Linked DNA regions of Mus musculus: all the other regions are linked to region 1. The links are chromatin contacts, called in public ChIA-PET and HiChIP or PLAC-seq maps. All regions are on one chromosome and are shown on one strand. The core of a region is the stretch at or near the end of the contact, and the rest is flanking DNA. Distances in the headings are between cores, read along the strand shown. Region 1 overlaps Extl1 (exostosin-like glycosyltransferase 1). Region 2 overlaps Zdhhc18 (zinc finger, DHHC domain containing 18). Region 3 holds the start of Pigv (phosphatidylinositol glycan anchor biosynthesis, class V).

What was found. ChIA-PET counts read pairs in DNA pulled down with a chosen protein or histone mark. HiChIP or PLAC-seq counts read pairs in DNA pulled down with a chosen protein or histone mark.
Region 2: a contact with region 1 is called in an H3K27ac HiChIP or PLAC-seq map of thymic regulatory T cells, with 3 times the contacts expected there. The contact joins two enhancer-like sites. A contact is called at or near these places in 2 of 115 datasets of contacts at active chromatin or transcription factors (microglia and thymic regulatory T cells).
Region 3: an RNA polymerase II ChIA-PET map of memory CD8 T cells shows a contact between it and region 1, with 9 read pairs. The contact joins the promoter of Pigv here to the enhancer-like site in region 1. A contact is called at or near these places in 1 of 39 promoter capture datasets (hippocampal neurons) and 4 of 115 datasets of contacts at active chromatin or transcription factors (embryonic forebrain, embryonic stem cells, memory CD8 T cells and 1 more).

Annotation. Positions count from the first base shown.
Region 1 is chr4:134,360,534-134,364,315 of GRCm38.p6, reverse strand. Extl1 (exostosin-like glycosyltransferase 1) reads left to right here. Exons shown (of 11, transcript NM_019578.2): 4 at 1,114-1,233; 5 at 1,601-1,733; 6 at 1,909-2,015; 7 at 3,695-3,782. Among named protein-coding and RNA genes, the nearest start is that of Extl1, 10 kb to the left of the region's middle. Within about 2 kb of position 1,690, at least 115 of the 459 cell types and tissues checked have an H3K27ac peak or open chromatin away from gene starts, as enhancers often do. A contact at or near this core is called in memory CD8 T cells and thymic regulatory T cells, where this site is marked.
Region 2 is chr4:133,624,133-133,627,914 of GRCm38.p6, reverse strand. Zdhhc18 (zinc finger, DHHC domain containing 18) reads left to right here. Exons shown (of 8, transcript NM_001017968.2): 2 at 555-715. Among named protein-coding and RNA genes, the nearest start is that of Zdhhc18, 7.4 kb to the left of the region's middle. Within about 2 kb of position 1,939, at least 164 of the 459 cell types and tissues checked have an H3K27ac peak or open chromatin away from gene starts, as enhancers often do. A contact at or near this core is called in thymic regulatory T cells, where this site is marked.
Region 3 is chr4:133,670,940-133,674,721 of GRCm38.p6, reverse strand. Pigv (phosphatidylinositol glycan anchor biosynthesis, class V) reads left to right here and starts at 2,075. Exons shown (of 4, transcript NM_178698.5): 1 at 2,075-2,403.

The DNA of each region.
Region 1 (3,782 bases), core at 441-2,940:
TGATGAAATGAATGTTGCCCAGGCCAGAAGCATCTCTGTGAGCAGCTGTGAGAAATCTGGGGAGCTGGGTGGAGAGAGGCAGGAAAGAGAGCAACGGCCATGCTTTAACTGGGGGCCACACCTACAATCCCAATACTAGGGTGTGGTGGGGGGGGCAGGAGATCAGGAGTTCAAGGTCATTTTCAACTACATAGCAAGTTTGAGACCAGCCTGGGATCCTCACAAAAAGAAACAGACACAGGAACATGGGCACGCGCGCGCGCACGCACGCGCACACACACACACACACACACTCTCAGAGAGTCTCCACCAAATGGACATTTCTAGTTGAGTCTTTACAACCACATGTGAGGGAGATGGTTTAATGCACCCATTCCACAGACATAGAAACTGAGGCCAGGAGGCTTTGTAACAGCTACTGTCAACCCCTCTTCATCTTGGTGTTTTAGATAGGGTCTCATCCAAGCTGACCTCAAACTCCCTATGCAGCCCAGAATATCTTGAACTTCTTATCCTCCTGCCTCTAGCTCCTGAATGCTGTGATTACAGGCACGTGTCAATGGTGACAGTTGAGGTGGTGCTGGGGATCAAGCCCAGGGCTTTGTCCACCCTGTGCTGTGTTGGCTCTTTGTCAACCGAGCCACATCCCCAGCCACTCCTACCTTTTCTTTTCTTTTCTTTTCTTTTTAAGATTTATTTTATTATATATAAGTACACTGTAGTTGTCTTCAGACACTCCAGAAGAGAGAGAGACAGATCTGGTTACAGGTGGTTGTGAGCCATCATGTGGTTGCTGGGATTTGAACTCAAGACCTCCGGAAGAGCAGTCAGTGCTCTTAACCGCTGAGCCATCTCTCCAGCCCCACTCCTACCTTTTCTGTTTTGTTTTATTCTCTATGTAGCCCAAGCTGGTCTTGAGCTTAAGATCCCCCTGTCTCAGCCTCCTACATGCTAGGATTTACAGGTATGTGTCACCTCAGTGTCACTTAAAACCAGCTGTGTGACCCTGAACACAGGGTACACATCACTAGAAGCTTCCAGACTCCGGAGCTCTGGGTCGGGCTTTCTCCTAACGGGAGTCTCCTCTCTTCTTCCCTCCCTCTGTGCCTCCAGGTCCTGGCTGCCCTCCGTGAAATGCTCCCTTCGAGGGTCCTCGCCCTGCGCCAGCAGACCCAGTTTCTGTGGACCGCTTACTTCTCCTCGGTGGAAAAAGTTATCCATACCACCCTAGAGGTGAGGGGGGTGGTTCACCCGCTGTGCCCGAGAGAATGGCAGGACCCCACAGTTTTGTCTGTGTGAATGAGGAAAAGAAGAAAAGCCATGACTGTCACCTGATTCCCACTCCGGAAGTCACCGCTTCTGGTCTCTGGCTACTCAATTAGGGCTCTGTGCCCAAGTCTCTCTTCTAGAAGCCTGAAGGGAAAGTGCAGGGCTAAATGCCCCTAGTAGTCATCTCCGCCCACATCCTTCTCTTTAGGCCCCGCCTCTCCTCAGGCCCCGCCTCTCAGGGTCTGCCCTTCCTCAGGTCCCATCCACAAGCTGCTGTCTGAACCCCACACACTAGCCACTCCCCCCTGTGAGCCACATCCTCTTTCCACAGATTATTCAGGACCGGATCTGGGGTGCATCAGGTCACCCCTCACTGATGTGGAATAGCCCCCCGGGAGCACTCTTGGCGCTGCCCACATTTTCCACGAGCCTTCAAGACTTCCCCTTTTATCATCTGCAACTGGGTACGTCCTGGGCATCGGACAACTTGAGGTAACCCCAGCTTTCCCCAGATGAAGTCTCCAACTTCATCTGCAGACTCTCAGACTCCATCTCTTCTGGTTCTTTGGGGTTCCCCAGCAAAGGTCGCTATCCAAAGGGTTCCACCTCCCTCCTAACACCCGTGTCTCCTTTCTCCAGGCTCTGGCCCTGGGAGCAGTTTCAGCGCCGTGATCTGGGTGGGAGCCTCTGGAGAGTCCCTGCTGAAGCTCATCCAGGAGGTGGCAGGTTCTCGGCACTGTGCCCAGGTCTGCCTCGCTGAAGGCCGGGGTTCTGGGATCCGGGGTGAATGCAGAGCAGAGCAAGGGCCTAGATGACCACACAGCCGGGGGAAGGCACAGGGACTGTTTCTAAAGATTCTTGCTGACTTCAAGTCTCAGGTTTCTTGTTCTTTTTCCAAACACCATCAGAATTGGTGAAGCCCTTGGAGAGCTGGTGCCTCATGGTGAGGCTGGAGAAAGAAGCATTCATTCATTCATTCATTCATTCATTCATTCATTCATTCTCTCACTCAGTGGTCACTTTGGGGCCAGGCCTGGGGCTTCCAATGCTGAGGACCAGAGGACAGGCAGGAGAGGAGTCCTCTCCTTGATTCATACTGCCAGCGGTTCCTAGTACCAACACCGCCCAGTCTCACTTCCAGAGAACACAGGTTGCCTGCTAGGTATGGTCGCTCCTGTTTGTAATTCTAGCCCTTGAGCTGAGGCAGGAGAAATTCCGAGAGTTAGAGGCAGGCTAGCCTCGGGCCACATGGCAAGATAAGGCCAGCCAAGATCACACAAGAAGATCCCGCCTCAAAAGCAATAAAACAAAAGAAAATAAAACAACAAACAAAAACAGGGCTGGAGAAATGGCTCATTGGTTAAAACTACTGCTATCTTGGGGAACCCAGGTTCAGCTCCCAACACCCACATGATGGCTCACAACCACCCGTGACTCCACTTCCAAGCAATCAGGTACCTCTTCGTACCTCTGAGGGAACCAGACAGGCATGTGGCTCACAGATTTGCAGGCAAAAACATTCACGCACATAAAGTGACTATCAATCAAAATAACTACTCCTCCCACCCCCAGGAGAATACAGGTGGCTCTCAGAGGAAGTTGCTAGGCCAAGGTGCAGAGGGAACCTCTGCAGATGAGGTGTGGGCTGAGCAGAGCAGGAAATGACAAGGAGAATATAGGCCTCAGAGAGCAGGAGGGGGACTGCGCCTGAAGTCAGAGCCCAGAGCTCAGTGCAGTGACACGTGACTTTAATCACTGCACTCCAGAGGTGGAGGCCGACTGACTAGGAATTCAAGGCCAGTCAGGCTCACAAGGTGTAAGACAGCCAGAGCTACACAGAGAGATCCTGTCTCAAGGGAAAAAAAAAAATCAGAACCCAGTCTAGGACAACTACACACACACACACACACACACACACACACACACACACACACACACAATTTTTTAGATGGTTTTATTATTTAATCCTGGTTAGTCCTGAACTCAGAGATCTGCTTCCCTCTGCCTCCCAAATGCTAGAATTATAGGTGTGCACCACAACCCCCTGTCTCAGCCTGGGCTCTTGCCTACCATAAGGCCAGAGGCAAGACCAAAGGTGGTAATGATTTATTTATTTTTATTTATATGAGTACACTGTAGTTGTCTTCAGACACACCAGAAGAGGGCATGAGATCCCATTACAGATGGTTGTGAGCCACCATGTGGTTGCTGGGAATTGAACTCAGGGCCTCTGGAAGAGCAGTCAGTGCTCTTAACTTCTGAGCCATCTTTCCAGCCAAAGGTGGTAATGAAGGGGCAGGGATCGCACCTCCCTCGCTCGCTCTCCTGTGCGTGTAAGTAGCTGGTTCCTGTGATCCACGCACCCTAAGAAAGGGCTCCTGTTCTAACCCAAGTCCAGACTTCAGACAAGTTCCCTTTCTCCTAGATCCTGATTCTCTGGAACAGTGAGAAGCTGCCCCCTGACAGGTGGCCCGAGACAGCAGTGCCCCTAACAGTCATCAAGGGGCACAGGA
Region 2 (3,782 bases), core at 690-3,189, 740 kb after region 1:
TATTTGGGAAGTAGAGGCAGAAAAATCAAGAGTTCAAGGCCAGCCTGAGCTACTTAGAGGGTTTCAGGTCAGTTTGGGCTCTCTGGTAAATTCTGGAGGCAGGAAGGGATGAAGGAAGAGGGGCCTGCCTGCCAGGGTAGAGTGACGGAGAATATCTGTAGATCTCAACTGCCATTGGAAAAAGTCCGGGATTGACTAGTAATGTCTGCCCTGGGCACTTATTGGGAGCGGCTGCACTCACCTCCAGCGGGCACTTTAGGGAGAGGCTCTTTTCTTTTCTTTTTTTTTTTTTTAAATGTTTATTTATTTATTATATGTAAGTAAGTACACTGTAGCTGTCTTCAGACACTCCAGAAGAGGGCGTCAGATCTCGTTACGGATGGTTGTGAGCCACCATGTGGTTGCTGGGATTTGAACTCAGGACCTTCGGAAGAGCAGTCGGCGCTCTTAACCGCTGAGCCATCTCATCAGCCCCCGAGAGGCTCTTTTCTAGAAGGTACTCTGTGGGGCAGTAGCGGGGAGCCTGGAGTAACCTGAACTCTCTTCTTTCCTAGCTGTCCCTACCTGGCCCGCACACTGACCCTGGCCATTCCTATCATCGCTGCCATCCTCTTCTTCTTCGTCATGAGCTGTCTCCTGCAGACCAGTTTCACGGACCCTGGCATCCTGCCCCGGGCCACCATCTGTGAGGCCGCTGCCCTGGAGAAGCAGATCGGTGAGGCTCTTACTCCTAGTCCTGCCCGCAGCGTCCCGCAGCCTGGCTTTCTCCTGTGCCGCTCTGCTAGGAATTACGGATGTAGCAGTGAGCGAAGCAGGCTGTGACTGACACTGTGACAGGGGGAGACAGACAGTGAGCAAGCAGGCAAATATGTAAGCAAGAAATACTGGCAGCCAGCACTGAGCTGAGTGCTTCTGGGGTGCCTAGCATGCTTTAAGCCGCCTGTATGCCTGACTACTTAATCTCCATAAGCCAGCGAGGTCAATACTGGTACTCTCTTCCTATTCATTCATGAAATGAGACACAGAGAGGTTAAGTACATGGTTCAAGATCACACAGCTGAGGCCGGGCAGTGGTGGTACACGACTTTTATCCCAGCTCCGAGGGGGCAGGAGGCAAGTGGATCTCTGTGAGTTGGAGGCCAGCCTAGTCTACAGAGCAGGTTGCAGGACAGTCAGCGCTACATATTGAGACCTTGTCTCAGAAAAACAAACAAATAAACAAAAGATGGCGCGGGAAGTGCACAGACTGTGATGTGCTTTCGGACAGCAGTTGGCCTGAGCCCCTGCTCATAGAAATTTATGTACGTTTTTTTCTTCCACTCCAGATTAGGTCTCATGTAGTCTAGGCTGGCCTTGAATTCAGTATGTAGCTGAAGATGCCTTCATTTAAGTGCTGGGGTTGTGGGACCTCCCCCACCTTTGGCTAAACATTTGTGTACTCCTTATTCACTCAATCGTGAGACATTTATTGAATGAACCCTGCTGTGCACTGTGAGCTCTTCCAGATGCTGTTGACGAGGAATGAAAGAAAACCACAGTAACCTCTGTCCTCCTGGAGGTCGAGGTGACATGCTAGGGTACGAGGAGGACAGTGACAAGTAAGTAGGATGTTAGGGAGGAGGCACAGGACTAGGGAAGGCCCAGGAAGGAGGTAGCCTCTGAGCAAAGAGGCCCAGATCTGGGCAGGGGAGCAGGCCAGGGCGCAGCATAGGGCACGGCCTACATCAGGACAAGCCCTGGATGCTGTGGTGAGAAGAAAAGTGTCCATCCACAGAGCTAAAAGCATAGAGGAAGGAAAAGCTGGGTACCCAGAAAGAGCCTGTCTCCCTGGGCCTCTGGGTAACCAACCCTTTATTCTTCCCAGAGGAGAGAGCTGAGCTCCAGGCCCAGAGAGACCTTCATCTCCTCTGGCCCCACCCCAGCTCCTTCCTGCTGAGAAGTGACTCGGATGTTTGTACACCTCCAGGGTTTCCGGTCATGGTTGGCTCGTCGCCCTAAGAAGGCAGTGTTCACACAGGCGTTTAACCACCTAGCTGGCCTGGTGAGATCTGGTGACGTGCAAATGTCGGAGCCCAGCCATGTCTAATCCCAGGAATCGTTTTTTGCTGAGTCTGGAGCAGCTCAGGGGGTCCCAGGAGGCTACCTCTCCACTTTGCCTGTTCATACCACCTCCTCTGCCCAGGGTGGGGCGGGGCAGCCACACTCGTGGTCTTCCGCTAGAAACTGGCTTCCTTCCCCCACCCCACCCCCCAATCTACATCCTCTGACTGTGACCTGAGTTTGAGAGCAGCCACTGGGTTCACCTTCCCTTCAGTCAAGCTAACCCTGCAGCAGGGTTATGGTACGATTCAGCCGGACACAGAGGCCTGGCTGCCTGGAACCCCCTGGCTTCTGAGCTGCTAGGTCAGAAACAACAGTGAGCTCCATGTTTGTGGAGAGCTTGACTGTGTGTCTAATACTGTCCACGGTTAGTCCCACCGGTCTTCACATCTGCCCACGTGCGTGGGGGCGGGGTGGTGATCCCATTGGCCAGATGTGCCAATGCAGTCTCCAAACAAGGGGCCGAAGGGAAAGGGAGAGGAGACGGCCGTCTCCCCACACTCCGGGCTTCCTGTGTAAGGATGGCAAATGGGCACCTCCCTTGAATCCTTCATCAACACTTTAGTGTGAGTTCGAGGCCAGTCTGGTCTACAGAGTGAGTTCCAGGACAGCCAGGGCTATACAGAGAAACCCTGTCTCGAAAAAAAAAAAAAGAAAAAAAGAAAAAGAAAAGAAAAAACACTTTAGTGTCCTGTAACCTGGGCCAGACCTTCTATGACACAGCCCCACGTGCCTTCTTCCCTTTCTGTTCCTGGCCTCATGGCGGTCATGACGAAATTGTTCTTCACTGGGGTGTATGGGCAAGGGAGATAAGGACGTGGATGTGTGGTTCACCTCATCACTGTGCAGGGAGTTCTGGGTGTTAGCTAAAGAAAGGGGTGGGTGGAAGGATGATGAGGAATGGGGGGGCTCCTGGAGGCTGCCCCTGCTGCACTGGGGACCTGGGAGACGGTTTGGTGTCTTCCCAGGAGGACATGGCGGGGACATGCAGTCCAGTGCTGGTTCTACACGCTGGCTCCTGGCAGCCAACCAGAGTCTCAAGACAGGAGTGTGATCCGAAGCCTGTGGGGTCAGGTCCGAGTTCGGTGCAGAGATCTGATCTGAAGAGGCTTTGGAAGATAATCCAGGAATTGAGCACCTCCTCTATGTGGGAGGCTTTGAGAGGTGACAGTTGCCACCCTGTGAGGTTACCTGGCCTTCAAGCACAAGGAGTTGCATGAAGGGGCCCTCCAGGCAGCGGAAGAGCAAAGAGGATGGAGCAGGAAAGAGCAGAGCCAGGCATGGGGATGCTGAGCAGGCCACATTAGCTGGAACACGCTGAAAAGTACAGAGAAGCCAAGCTGAAAGGTGGTATGGAATCAGCGCCTAAGACTCACCTGAGAACAGCCATGTCTGAAAGTGGCATTATTGGGACCTTTAAGCACTCCTAGAAGCCTAGGCTTTGAGGTGTGGCCAGGAAGTTTCTGTCAGAGGTGAAAGACATTTTACTAAAAGAGACTAAGGTCCCCCAAGCCTTCCTGGCTCGGAAGTAAATATTCATAGGAACAAGAACTGAATGAATGCGGGGCCCTGAGCCTGATAGAGACAGCCTGAGACATGGGACCAGCTCCTCCCAGTTTGCCAAAAACCAGAAAAGTTTCAGAACTGAAAGCCTTGTCTTGAGAAACCACCTGAGGTAAACT
Region 3 (3,782 bases), core at 826-3,325, 690 kb after region 1:
TGAAGCAGATGGTGACAACATGCAAGGCACAGACAGACCAGGGTGGTGGATGCCGGTGGGTGGATAGAGTTTGTCCCTGAAGCCAAAGGGTAGCCTGCTGTGATAATGTTTCGGGCAAGAAGATCAGCAAATGCAGAGGCAGGCAAATTTCAAGGACAAAAATGGTGTCATCGTCTTGAATGTTAGGTTTCTAGAACGCGCATTGCTTGCACAAATCAGCTTAGGGTTCTGTTGGTGAACCTCGCCTGATGGTGTAGGGTATTTCCTTCCTAATGCCAGGTGGAAGATGTACTTTCAGGAGCCCGGGGACATGGCTGGCTGTCTTCCTTGCCTTCCTGGTGGCTCAGCAGGCTCCGTTTTTTAACTGTAGACTCTAAAGGCAAACTGCTTAGCACTGTCTCTCTCACCTCTCACAGCCTTGGAGCCCTACACACCCCTCCCATCCCATCCTGCCACCTTCCAGTCCAAAAAGCCAGAGTGTCAGGGCTTTGAGAGCACAAGATTCAGTTTCCTTTTTTTTTTTTTTTTTTTTCTTCTGTAGGAGAAGAAGCCAGAAAATGAAACGGGAAACAGCAGAAGAGAAGGGGGTTGGGCGGCTGGGAAGGGAAGGGAAGGAAGGAGAGATTGCAGCCAAGTGCGACTGAAGATCTAGTCAAAGTTCTACCTCCTAAGGAAGGGTGTTTCAACAAACACTCTCACTTCTCACAAAAGGACCCCTGCCTTTTTTACAAGCAGATTCTGCAGGGATTCTTTATTGGACAGACAGAACCTCGAGCTTGCATGCCATTTTCCCCTGTGAATTCACGAAGCAAGGATGGTTTCTTTAAGGTCAGGGTGCTGCGAAGACTGTAAGAAAGTCAAGTCACAACCTCGGGCCCTAGTCACAAGTGTGCCTAGAGAGGCACTGACATTTCACTCACAGGACTGGCAACAAATGCTTTCGGGGGGCGGGGGGGGGAGGAAAAATGACTTTGGAAACTCCTGTTTTCTCTTTACCAGTCATTAAATTATACATTATCCACCTTACACGCAAACATCCAAGGGGCAGTTGACATCCCAGGGCCTGAGATGATAGACAGACACAGCTTCTGGCCCCCACCGAACTGATGAAGGCTAGTTTTTTTTGTTTTTTTTGTTTTTTTTTTTTGCTTGGAGAGATAGAGACCCATCTCTTTGTTCCCACCCACATTTGTGGCTGTTGCAGAAGATAAACCCCTCCCTCAGCCAGGGCTGTGGCCAGAGGTTAACCTAGACCCAAGCTACGTTTGAGAGGACAGATAACTGAAACCACACAAGGCTTTGGAATCCTGAGAAACGAGAAATCTACCAACGGAGAAGGATTTACTATCTGTTTCCTCTAAGGCGGGTGCAAAGTTGTTCTAACAGTTTCCGTTAGTTACAGGGGTACCAACTGGCCGCTCCTCCCCAACAGGCGGTTTTGTTCAATTAGCTTCCTTTTTTTTTTTTTTTTTTTTTTTCTTTTTCTTTTTTTTGGCGCCAGTTCCTGCGACAGAAACTGCTTGAGGGAGAATCCTCGGGGGTGTTCTCTGAGGTTTCCTTCCTCGTCCCATACAGTCATCTGAGGTGGGACAGAGGACTGTCGCAGGGCAGAGGTCCTTCATTGCCAGGAGGGGAAAGGCAGGGGGAATTCCCCTACTTTCTTCTCATCCAGTTGCAGGGTACCGCTGCTTGCCACAAAAACCCCAAGAAGGCTTTCTTTTGCCTATTCATATTGTCTATCGTGTGCCAGGTCCTGTGCTGAGCTGGGGTGGCGGAACACCGAGAGAACGCGTGGCTCTGGGGCAGCGCCCGGGTCCAGCCTCGGCTCACACCGGGAAGTCAGAGGCTGCTCACGGCAGGGGACTGGGGTGAGAGCCCCGACCCGGGAGCGCAGCGCCCGCGCACAAACTGCTGGCGAGTCAAGAGGCCTACTCCTCAGGTGTCACCACGCCGGGAAGGTGCGACTCACCGCCGCCGCCTCGGCCCCCGCCCTAGCTGGGGTCAACATGGCCGCCGAGGAGGGGGGCGGGGCGCTCCGAGTCCGGGCAGGAGCGGGGCGGGGCCGCCGTCGGCCGAGCCGGCGCGCAGGCGCGGCACGGACGGGACCCGGATGGAGGCGCTGAAGTTGGAGCTCCGCGGGGGTGGTCTGGACGCGCGGGCGCGGAGGATCCGGCGCCAGCTCTGCAACTCTGGAGTCCTCCGGGGAGGGAAGCTGTCAAACGCAGGCCGAGAGAAATTAGGCGGAGGCTGTAGAGAAGCGAGGAGCCCCGCCCCTCCGCCATAGCAGCCTCCGGCGCCGCCTCTTCCTTTGCAGCCTCCGGCCCTCGTCTGCTTCCGGCCCCGTTGCCTGGCCCGGCCCCGCGATTCCCCCGGGACGAAGCCCTGGGCCGTGGCTCCCTTGGGGTGAGGGTCACTGTCCCGTCCTGGGTAGGAACTGTGTCCGAAAAGAGCAGGCTGGAACGGGCTCCCAGTATGGCAGGGCTTAGCAGAAGGAGGCGGCTCGCTCCACGTTGCCTCTGGGTCATAACGCAGCACCCATTTGAGAGTATTAGCCTTCCGCAGAAAATCCAGGACTCCAGTTCAACAGATCTTTCCCAGTTAGGGCCCATCACCATAAGCTTCCAGCAACAACATGTGCTACAGTTGGAGAAAGTTCTGGGCTAAGCCTTGGATGTCCTGGCTGGACAAGGAATGCATACCCTTTGTTTATGGCAAAAAGCTCTCCTGACTGTGGACATAGGTTTTAGAAAGCAGTGCGTGAGGAGCTTTAAGTGGTGGGCGTGTCACTTGGCTCCAGTGAGCCTCAGTTTTCACATCCATAAAATGGCGATGGTAATTACACAGTCTTACTGGTGTCTAATGAGATCTCTGGAGCCTATTTCACGGGTAAATTAAAGAAAAATGAAACTGGTTGGTTCTAAGCATCCGGCCAGTTAAGAGTCTGATTTGGCAAGGGGCTTCTTTCAAAGGGGTGTTGGCAAAATAGCTAGAGAGATAATTGACTGTCTTGATTTTACTTTGTTTAACTTGAGTGTGGGTTGCATCTCCTGTGGCCACTGATGCCAGAGTTTGAAAGAGGGAAGGACTGAGAATCAAGATGCAGAGGTGGATTCAGTACTTTTCCTCTCTCTGCCTCCTTTGTGCGTGCGGATTGGAGGCCAGGGAAAAGAGAGGGAGGGAGGGAGAGATTGATTGAGTTTGAGTTGGGTGTCCATGTTTCTGTCATTTATTTGGGTTTAGTGAATCCAGTGTTGGAGATATCGTGGGTAGTCAGAAAATGCTGTTTCCTGCGGCTTAACTTTAAACTGAATTGTCCTAAATAAACCGACATGGAGTTGGGAGGTGAGGGGGCCTCCTTTTCTCCCGGTCTCCTGGTGATGAAGTAAGCAGCAGGCGCCCCCTCGTGCCGAGGATGGGGTACTACCGCTATTAACCAGTCTTGTTCCCTTGGCGGAGAATTTTTTCTTTTCTCCCATGCTTTCTGTGACTTTGTCATTTGCTTTTTTTTTTTTTAATTCTATTTTATGTGCATATGTTTATGTATATATGTGTGGAGCTACAGGTGCGCCTTGGCACACCTAAGTGAGGACAGAGAACAACTTTGTGGGAGTGTCTTCTCATCTTCAGCCTATGGGTCACTGTAGTGGCAAGTGCCTTTGCCCGCTGGGCCATCTTGCTTTCTAACCAGAAACACGATGGGAGAAATGCTTGGACCAGTGATCTTAGTTCTAGCGTCAGAAAACTTGACGATTCTCTATCCTGTCCTTGCTACTTCGTGCACT